3 separate regions of the Mus musculus genome follow, and all the other regions are linked to region 1. The links are chromatin contacts, called in public promoter capture Hi-C maps. All regions are on one chromosome and are shown on one strand. Each heading gives the region's core, a stretch centred on a gene start, on an enhancer-like site or on the middle of the called end of the contact. The rest is flanking DNA. Distances are from core to core; before and after follow the strand shown. Region 1 holds the start of Arl6ip1 (ADP-ribosylation factor-like 6 interacting protein 1). Region 2 holds the start of Ears2 (glutamyl-tRNA synthetase 2, mitochondrial). Region 3 holds the start of Rbbp6 (retinoblastoma binding protein 6, ubiquitin ligase).

Region 1 (2,700 bases), core at 187-2,686:
TGACGCTCCAAAAAAACTGGAAAAGGTATTCTCACAACCTCTACTTTAAGATAAGGCGACTGAGACATAAAGGGGTTAATATATTTAAATCCAGGAAATCCAAGACTAATGGACTTGCTCTCCTTAAAATGATGGAAATAGTAGTGATCAGGCCCTCTCCCATGATAGTTTCCTTGTACAGCAATTAATCCTCTTATTGAATTGTTTGCTGGTATTGTGTAGGAGGAGTTTAAGGGTACAGGGTAAGCATCTCTATTGTATGGTACTGTGTGTGTGTGTGTGTGTGTGTGTGTGTGTGTAGGGAATTTAAGGATACAGGGAATGCACCTCTAAACACAAATACAAACTGAAAATCTTGCACTAATCAAAACTGTCCCGAAGAATCTTGTCGGCACTTAGCAGTTAAAAAGGCAGGCATTAAAAGCTGATTGCTTTTTTCATTTCTGATATGGCCTGCCTTTTCTGGGGAATGACAATACAGAAAAAAAAAAAAAAAGATCTTTCGTTCTTGCCTAGGTGGGTGATGCAGTTAAAAATTTGAAACTAGCAGGGCCTGGTGATGCGCAACTGTAATCCCAGCACAGGAGGATGACAAATACAAGGCTAGCCTCGTCAAGCTACACGAAAACCTAGCCTTAAAAACCAAAAACAAAGACCTAACCAAAAACAAAGACCTGTAATGAAGCAAACGCGCCCTCTTCTAATACCATCATCTCGTGTAGCTCCGTCAAATCCGTGCTAAATCATTTTTAAAGTTGCATCCAGTCCCGTGAGTCCCTCGCCAGTTCCCAGACAAGTGCCAGGATCCCCCACTGTCCTTTCCGCAGAACCCGTTTTCAGCTTCCTGCGGTGAACTCCAACCAGCCAGCTCCAACAAATTCTGTGTCAGCGATAAACTAATTCTCTGTAGCAGCCCTTTGACCCTCCACCCTTGCGCCAAGTTTTAGGAGAAAAAGAATCATGATTAAAAATAATCTACGGAACATGAGATTAAGATCAAAGGGCAAAACAGGTAGGTCTCCGGCCTGAGCCGGAGCGCTAGACAAGGCCCCTGGCGGCCGAGTGCCCCAACCTGTTACCCAGGTTCCTTCTTGCCACAGCCCCCTTCTCACACTTCCTCACGCACGGCCCAAGCCTTATGGTGCAGGATTCCGGGGGACGTTGGGGATCGCCAGCAGCGACCTCCACCGTGGAGATAAGGCCTGGCTGTCCCTGGTAGTCCACCGAGGCCAGGAGGCCCATCCGGAAACTCCGGGGACAGACTGACCACCGCAACTCACCAGCAGGTTGCTGCTGCGGTTATCCCCCTCCGCCATCGTTCCAGACTCGCGGTTATCAACGAGCGAACACACACTATCCCCCCAACACCAGCAAGGCAACCCGAGCGCGGGGGAACGCCCCGCAGTCTGCTTATATAGGCTAGCTGCCTTTCCCGACAGCCCTCGCGAAACTCGCTCCTCATTGGGTAGACCGCACTCCGGCTTCTGGGAAGTCGGGCCAACCGGCAGCTAGCGCATGACTTGAAATCCAGGTCAAAGGAGAGCGAAACTGAAAGACTCTGACCAATCAGAGTGCAGGGGTGTGGCCCTCGAGAGGCGGAGCGGAAGGAAGCGGTTCAACCGCCGTACCTAGTCTCTCACCCAGATCTTCCTAAATCCTGGGGCCTCTCTAGTCCCTAGCTCTTCTGCTGGAAATCAAAACCGCTCAGGCGCCTGTCCGCTCAGCTGCGCAGGGGATGCGCAATGGCATCCTATGCGGAGGCTGGAAGGGCAAGGACGCTTTAGGTTGCTGTGGCACCTGCTGACTGAAGTATTGGCTGCCCCAAGTGAGCGCTGTCTGTGCCTTCTCCCCAGCTCTGGCCTTTGGAGAACATGGAAGATGCACAAACTCTTAAAGGGCTTCATTTGCAGCCAGTTTTTGGGGGAATCATTTGCGGGGTGCTTCACTTGATAATCTATGAGTACTTCAGGTAGCTAGGGGAGCGCTTCATTCGGAGGGATGGATGAGTAGAGGAGCAATTCGGATGTTGGAGGGCTTCAGACTGATAGATTAATGGATGTATGGGGAAGCCAGGCTAAATACGACCTTCAACTAATTTTAAATTATTTTTAAAAACACTTCGTTCCTTAATTCCCAGGTTCTTTAAAGGCCTTGGAGGTTAAAGAGAAATGTGAGAGATCACATAGTGCTCCTAAATATGCCTGGTCCCTTCCTGGCCTATGGTGGCTCTGTCAAAGGGGCATACAATTTGTCATAGAACTTGTGGAAAGTACTAGAAGGTACAGACAACAGTTTTGACCAGGAAGGACGCTCATTGTGTGTGGGCGGGGCGGGGGGGGGATATTATGACTTCGGTTGATACAGAAATCATGTCAAAAATTGTAAAGCCTGGAATTCCCTCCTTCTCCTCAGTATTGAGAACAAAAGGACCCAAACAGCTGCTACCAAGCAATGAGGTGCCCATCTTGGTGGTACCAGGAGCAGTCACTTTGCTAAGAGAGGGCAGAGTAATAAGTTTTTCCTTGGCAACTTGGCTACTGCCCCAGAAAGCTTAGTTTAGTCGGTGTTCCCAAAGTAAAATTTAAGTTTAGGCCAGTCCCAGGTCCCAATCCAGCTCTCACTAACCTTCCAAATGGCTCAGAGGTTACAAACACCTCTTTTTCTACCACAAAGTGACCTTTTGAAATGTGTCAGAAGATG
Region 2 (2,700 bases), core at 81-2,580, 3.9 Mb after region 1:
CAAAGAAATGAAAACAGTAATTGTAGTAGAGGCAGTGCTTGCTAAGTGCCTCTGCTGTACTGGCTCAAACCCGTCAGACAGGCACTATTATTAGCCCTACTTGACAAATCACAAAATTGGGACATAAACAGAGCAAATAATTCTGCCAAAGCAACACATCTAGGGATTGGCAAAGACAAAAATATAGATGCAGAAAATGCCAGGCCTTGGATGCCTGCATAAGTGCTTCTTCCAACAAGGTGAGTATCCCAGTTCATGTTGACCATAGGTAAACACAGACACTGTGATACTTAGATACTTGCAGTCATTTGATAAGCTATTTTACATCACTGAGACTAACAAAAAGAAAGATGATTTTGTTCTCTCGGTTTTGAGACACTCATTTTCTCCCTAGCAGTTTCGTTTATATCAGTCTTAAAAACAGATTCACAACAGTTAACTATGAACCAGGGCTTCTACCACATATCGAAGTTCCACAATCTACATTGCCTGCCTGGAGGTAATGCGTTCTTCCTGTGCAGCTGAGACTCAGAAATATCTTTTCCTGCTGACCCTAGACCTAGAATGAACGGTTGCTCAGTGTGAACAGGGTAGAAGGTGGCTTGAACTAAAGGTTGGGAATTTGTGGGAAGGGAGGAGACACAGAATTCCTAGCAAGATATACATGGGCCTCTGTTTTCTTCTGACTTGCTAAGCTGCCAGCAAACTCAGGCTTTTGTGCATGTCGTTTCCTCTTAGGCTTCAAGCGGGTCTTCTTGACACTTGTTCTCAACTCAAATGTTACCTCTTCAGCAATACCTTCTAGGGCGCCCTATCCCGCTTCACTGCCAAAATGGACACATATGACTCTAGGATTTGTCGGTTTCTTCAAAGCCAGAACCCTGACTTTTCAATGACCACTGCATTATAGCGCATAGGCCTTGGCATAAAGTCTATACGCTCTGCACACAGCGTGCAATAAGAAAGGACAGAGACAATACAACAAGGAAACTTCTAGCAATCTCAATCACTTCAAATCCTAGCCCTCCACCTCCGTCTCTTTAAAACGGGGTCGCGCAGACAACCCCGGAAGGGACTGTTTCTGGAACTTTCGGGGGCGGGGACGGGAAGGTGGGCTGCGGCGAGCGGCGTCACGTCCGTTAGGATTACCTGTGGGGCTGGGAGCGAAGCGCACTCGCACCGGGGCCCCGGGATCTGGGCCCAGACTGGCCTCGCGCCGCCCCACGCGGTGCCCGAGGGCCACCACGTGCGGCTCGGCCAGCAGAAGCCTCTTGAGGGGCGCCGCCATGTGGACTAGAAACACACACGTGGGCTCCTTCGCGCGTCACTTCCGCTCGGCGGGGGGGAAAAAAATCACTCCAACCAATCAACTTTCGCCACAGCGAGCGCGGCCCTGCCACTTAAAGGCGTAAGCCGCCTATCTGGGCTGCTCACGCCCCTCTGGACTAGGGCGGCGATGCGCCGCCGCTCGGGGACCGAGCGCTGCGAGCAGGCGATCTCCCAGACCCGCCCCCTCCGGCTGCGGGAATGCTAAAGCGTGGCAGGGGCCGGCCCGGGAAGCGGAGGAGGCGGGTCTCCATAGAAACCTCCACCTGTTTCCGGCCAGCCTGTGTGAAATTAGGGGCTGGTGCGGGGGCCAATCTCCGCCAGCTCGCTTCTTCCCGGCGGCCCCTGCGGTCGTGGTGGGTGTTGTACACAATCATCATGGCGGCGGCCGGAGCCCCGGATGGTGAGTGTGGCGGGGAAGGCGGTCGGTCGGCGGCTGAAGAGCTTGCGGACGCTGCCGGGGTCGTGGGACCGGGCCTGGCCCCGGAGGGAGGAGCGTGGCGCGGCAACGACGGTGCCCGGGCCCGTTCTCGTCGCAGGCCGGGCTCGTGGCGAGCACCCACCCCCCTAACCCCTTTGCAGGCATGGAGGAGCCAGGCATGGACACGGAGGCCGAGGCTGTGGCCACCGAGGCGCCCGCACGGCCCCTCAACTGCGTGGAGGCCGAAGCAGCCGTAGGGGCAGCGGCGGAGGACTCCTGCGACGCGCGAGGCAACCTGCAGCCGGCCCCGGCCCAGCCCCCTGGGGACCCTGCGGCCCAGGCCTCGGTCAGCAACGGCGAGGACGCGGGCGGCGGTGTGGGCAAGGAGCTGGTGGATCTGAAGATAATCTGGAACAAGACCAAACACGACGTGAAGGTCCCTCTGGACAGCACGGGGTCCGAGCTAAAGCAGAAGATTCACTCCATTACAGGTATTCGAGGAGCTGACACCCGACTGCTTCTACCCACGACCTACCTTCTAGCTCTTGATGCTTACGTCGTGCTAAACTGTTAGCGATTTTCTTGCGCCTAGACTCCCGCTATCCTCACTGCAGTTTTCTGAAATCAGTACTTGTATGTCCATTAGTAATCAGAGAGGGAAAATTAGGCCCAGAATGATAGTGGTACCACCAAGTGGTGGAGTGAGATGCAAGCCTGAATCTTGAGTATTAAGGCTCACCCTTCTAACTAATGTTGGACTGTCATTGCTAGGCGCGGTATTTATGAACTTTACAGGAGATTCTGAACAGGTCCAGTATTTAGCCACGGATTTATTTTCAGCAGACAGATCAGTTTCATAAGGGAAGTTCATGAAACAGTGTTATCAACTGTCCTAATGGCCCTTTATAAATATTCATACATGGCCGTTTTATTTGTTTTGGTTTGCTACTTGA
Region 3 (2,700 bases), core at 170-2,669, 4.8 Mb after region 1:
ACCCTCCTAAGGGACTTTGTAATTTAAAATGGAATGAGGACCCTGCAACCCAGCAAGCATTCCCTTCTTTGAAAACTCGAAAAATGCACGGCTGTTGGCTTTAGGTTTCTATCTTATAAATTGGAGATATTTTTTTGCTGTTGTTTATTTGACATTTATTAGGCCCCCTGTATTGAGGCACAGATATGCCAGGCATGGTCTTAAATATTGAAATATACTCATGGATTTAATTCTTTATTCTCTGACAGCGTCTTTGGGAGAACGGAGTTACTTCCGACCTAGGAGACTGGGCTCCAGAATTTGCAAACATCAGCGGTCAACGCGGTGCCTAGTACAAGGTAAGAGTCGGACACAGCTCTTAAGATGCTGCTGGTGGTGATGATGGTCCATTCTCACCAGCAGCTTTGGAAGAGCTCAGGGTATACAGTCTGTTAGGAGAGGAGTTGGTGAGCAGCCATCACAGTGATGAGACTCGTGCGTGGGTGGAATTCGCGGTTCACCCCCTCCGCACTTTGGGGCCTCCGCCGCTTAAGCGCCCCTTCCAGACCCGCCCGGTGGGACGGTCCGCCTCCCCCTCTCTGCGGACCCACGTAGTTTCTCCTGTTCTCCGCGTAGCCTCAGGTTCCACGCCGCAAGTCACAAAGCGCCGGGTCACGTGGGCGGGCCGGTGCGCTTTGTGACGCAGACGGCCCCGCCCCCGGCCCGCCTATCGGCGCACGCCCAAGCCCCGCCTCGCGTGCGCCGCCCGTGCAGTCCCTGCTTAAGAGACCCCGGAGTGGGGGCGCTCGCCCGAAGCCAGGCCGCGTCCGCCATAGTGCCTGGCGCGGAGGTGTCGTCGGCGCAGGGTGCGGGCCGGAGAGCGCCCGGGGTTGGGGGGGCAGAACAAAAAAAAAATAATAATAATAAAGAGGGAATCCAGCGACGCCCTCGCCGCCGCCCGACCGTTTCCGGGCTTCCCGACGCGGTCGTGGGCTCAGAGGCGACAGGAGCGGGAGCAGCGCGAGGAGCAGCAAGAGGAAGAGTCGGGCAGCCTCGGTGGTGTCCCCGGGGCCAACGAAGCCGCCTTCCGGGGCCCGGGGTGGTGAGGAAGGGCCTCGCGGCCTAGCTGGGCCCCGCACCGGCTTTGTGTCAGGCGGCGGCGGGGGGGAGGCGGAGCCGAACCGGGCGGCCGCTGGAAGGCCTCTCCTCCGCCGACCGCGCGATCTCGGCCTAGGCCGCGGGCCGCTCGTGGCCTCCGGGGAGCAGGCGCCAGGGTGTGTGTGCGGTGGGGGCCTGGGCCTGGGGACGCCGACGCCGGTCGTCCGGAAGCCGGGAGGAGGCGAGAGGCCGCTCGTGGACTCCGGGCCTAGGCCCTCTCCCCGCAACCTTCTCCCGGGGCCTGGGTCACCCCCATCCACGGAGAGAGACTAGCCGGGAGGTGCGGCCGCTATGGACCCCTGACCCCGCGGGGTCATTCGGACTCTAACGTGTGGACTGACCGCTACTGACTGCACCGCCTGCCCCCGTCTCCTGCCGGCCCTTAGCATGAGCGAGTGGGACCCAGCCGGGTGACATTGTGCCGGTTGGCGGATCCTCGATTGCCCCCTTTCCTGTCTTGCTCCTCCCTCATGAAGCGATTCTGAGTACGGGGGGTTCCGGATTATTGTTCTCACGGACCCCCGCTTGTGGTTGGGGGGGTATTTAATCTGAGGCCTTAGGGTCCTTCGTTGTCTTTTGAGTGTTTTGTGTGTGTACATATTTTGCTCTTAAGTTTATAAATATACATATATTGAGAGTGTCCACGTCTCCTCGCTGAACCTTAGGAATCTTTTGCCACAATGTCCTGTGTGCACTATAAATTTTCCTCTAAACTCAACTACGACACCGTCACTTTTGATGGGCTCCATATCTCCCTCTGCGATTTAAAGAAGCAGATTATGGGGAGAGAAAAGCTGAAAGCTGCCGATAGCGATCTGCAGATCACCAACGCACAGACGAAAGAAGGTAAGAGGCACACGGGCCGCAGATATTTATTGGGGGGAGGGGGGGGCGTCAAGGTTGGTATTTTAAGTTTCTTGTTTCAGGCTTGAACTCCATTCTTACCCGTTGTCATACACAGAGTTTCATTGATAGCCAAGGATTGCAGCACCCGACCTTGGAGTTTAACTGGCCTTCTGAATGCTGGGATCTGTCTTACCTAGCAGGCTGGTTTTCAAAATGGGGCCCCACCTCCTCCTTAATTAAAGTTTTTTAAACAGTGGGATTGGGTTGAAAAGAGAAAAGGGTTGCTACCTGAGTCTGTTGGGTGTTTGCCTTGTGGCCTTTCCCTAACTTGTTTTTCCATCAGGAGAGGAAAGCCTGTGTAAGGTTTCCTATTGGTTAAAGCAGCAGTAGATATAACTTGTTGGCTAATCTAGCAGCGTTTTGAAGCTGATAGCAATTGTCCACTGGCCTTTTATTTATTTATACGGGGTTGCTTGTAGAAAAGGTATTTTTGAGGATTTAGTTAGTGCTGGAATTGGTTTTGTATTTAAAAAAATGTTCTGAGGTGAACACTCTGAGGTGTAATTCCAGAATTAGTGATATTTACTCAAAAGTTATATTCTGTAGCCCAGACTGGCCTCCAACCCCAACAACCCCTTTTGAGCTTCCCAAGTGTGGGGAATGCAGGTGTTAGACCACACTTAACTGTTAAGCAGTTCAGAAAAGTTTCAAAGTGCA

Evidence for each region. Promoter capture Hi-C pulls out the DNA fragments that hold promoters and counts their contacts.
Region 2: a contact with region 1 is called in a promoter capture Hi-C map of cranial neural crest. The contact joins the promoter of Ears2 here to the promoter of Arl6ip1 in region 1. A contact is called at or near these places in 2 of 39 promoter capture datasets (cranial neural crest and liver).
Region 3: a contact with region 1 is called in a promoter capture Hi-C map of pre-B cells, with 4 times the contacts expected there. The contact joins the promoter of Rbbp6 here to the promoter of Arl6ip1 in region 1. A contact is called at or near these places in 2 of 39 promoter capture datasets (cranial neural crest and pre-B cells).

Annotation. Positions count from the first base shown.
Region 1 is chr7:118,128,189-118,130,888 of GRCm38.p6, forward strand. It overlaps Arl6ip1 (ADP-ribosylation factor-like 6 interacting protein 1), which reads right to left and starts at 1,437. Exons shown (of 6, transcript NM_019419.2): 1 at 1,281-1,437. The coding sequence starts at 1,316.
Region 2 is chr7:122,065,756-122,068,455 of GRCm38.p6, forward strand. It overlaps Ears2 (glutamyl-tRNA synthetase 2, mitochondrial), which reads right to left and starts at 1,331. Exons shown (of 9, transcript NM_026140.3): 1 at 1,150-1,331. The coding sequence starts at 1,288. It overlaps Ubfd1 (ubiquitin family domain containing 1), which reads left to right and starts at 1,443. Exons shown (of 7, transcript NM_138589.2): 1 at 1,443-1,729; 2 at 1,909-2,238. The coding sequence starts at 1,528.
Region 3 is chr7:122,969,145-122,971,844 of GRCm38.p6, forward strand. It overlaps Rbbp6 (retinoblastoma binding protein 6, ubiquitin ligase), which reads left to right and starts at 1,420. Exons shown (of 18, transcript NM_011247.2): 1 at 1,420-1,983. The coding sequence starts at 1,818. 4930413G21Rik (RIKEN cDNA 4930413G21 gene) reads right to left here and starts at 1,315. Exons shown (of 1, transcript NR_045614.1): 1 at 1-1,315.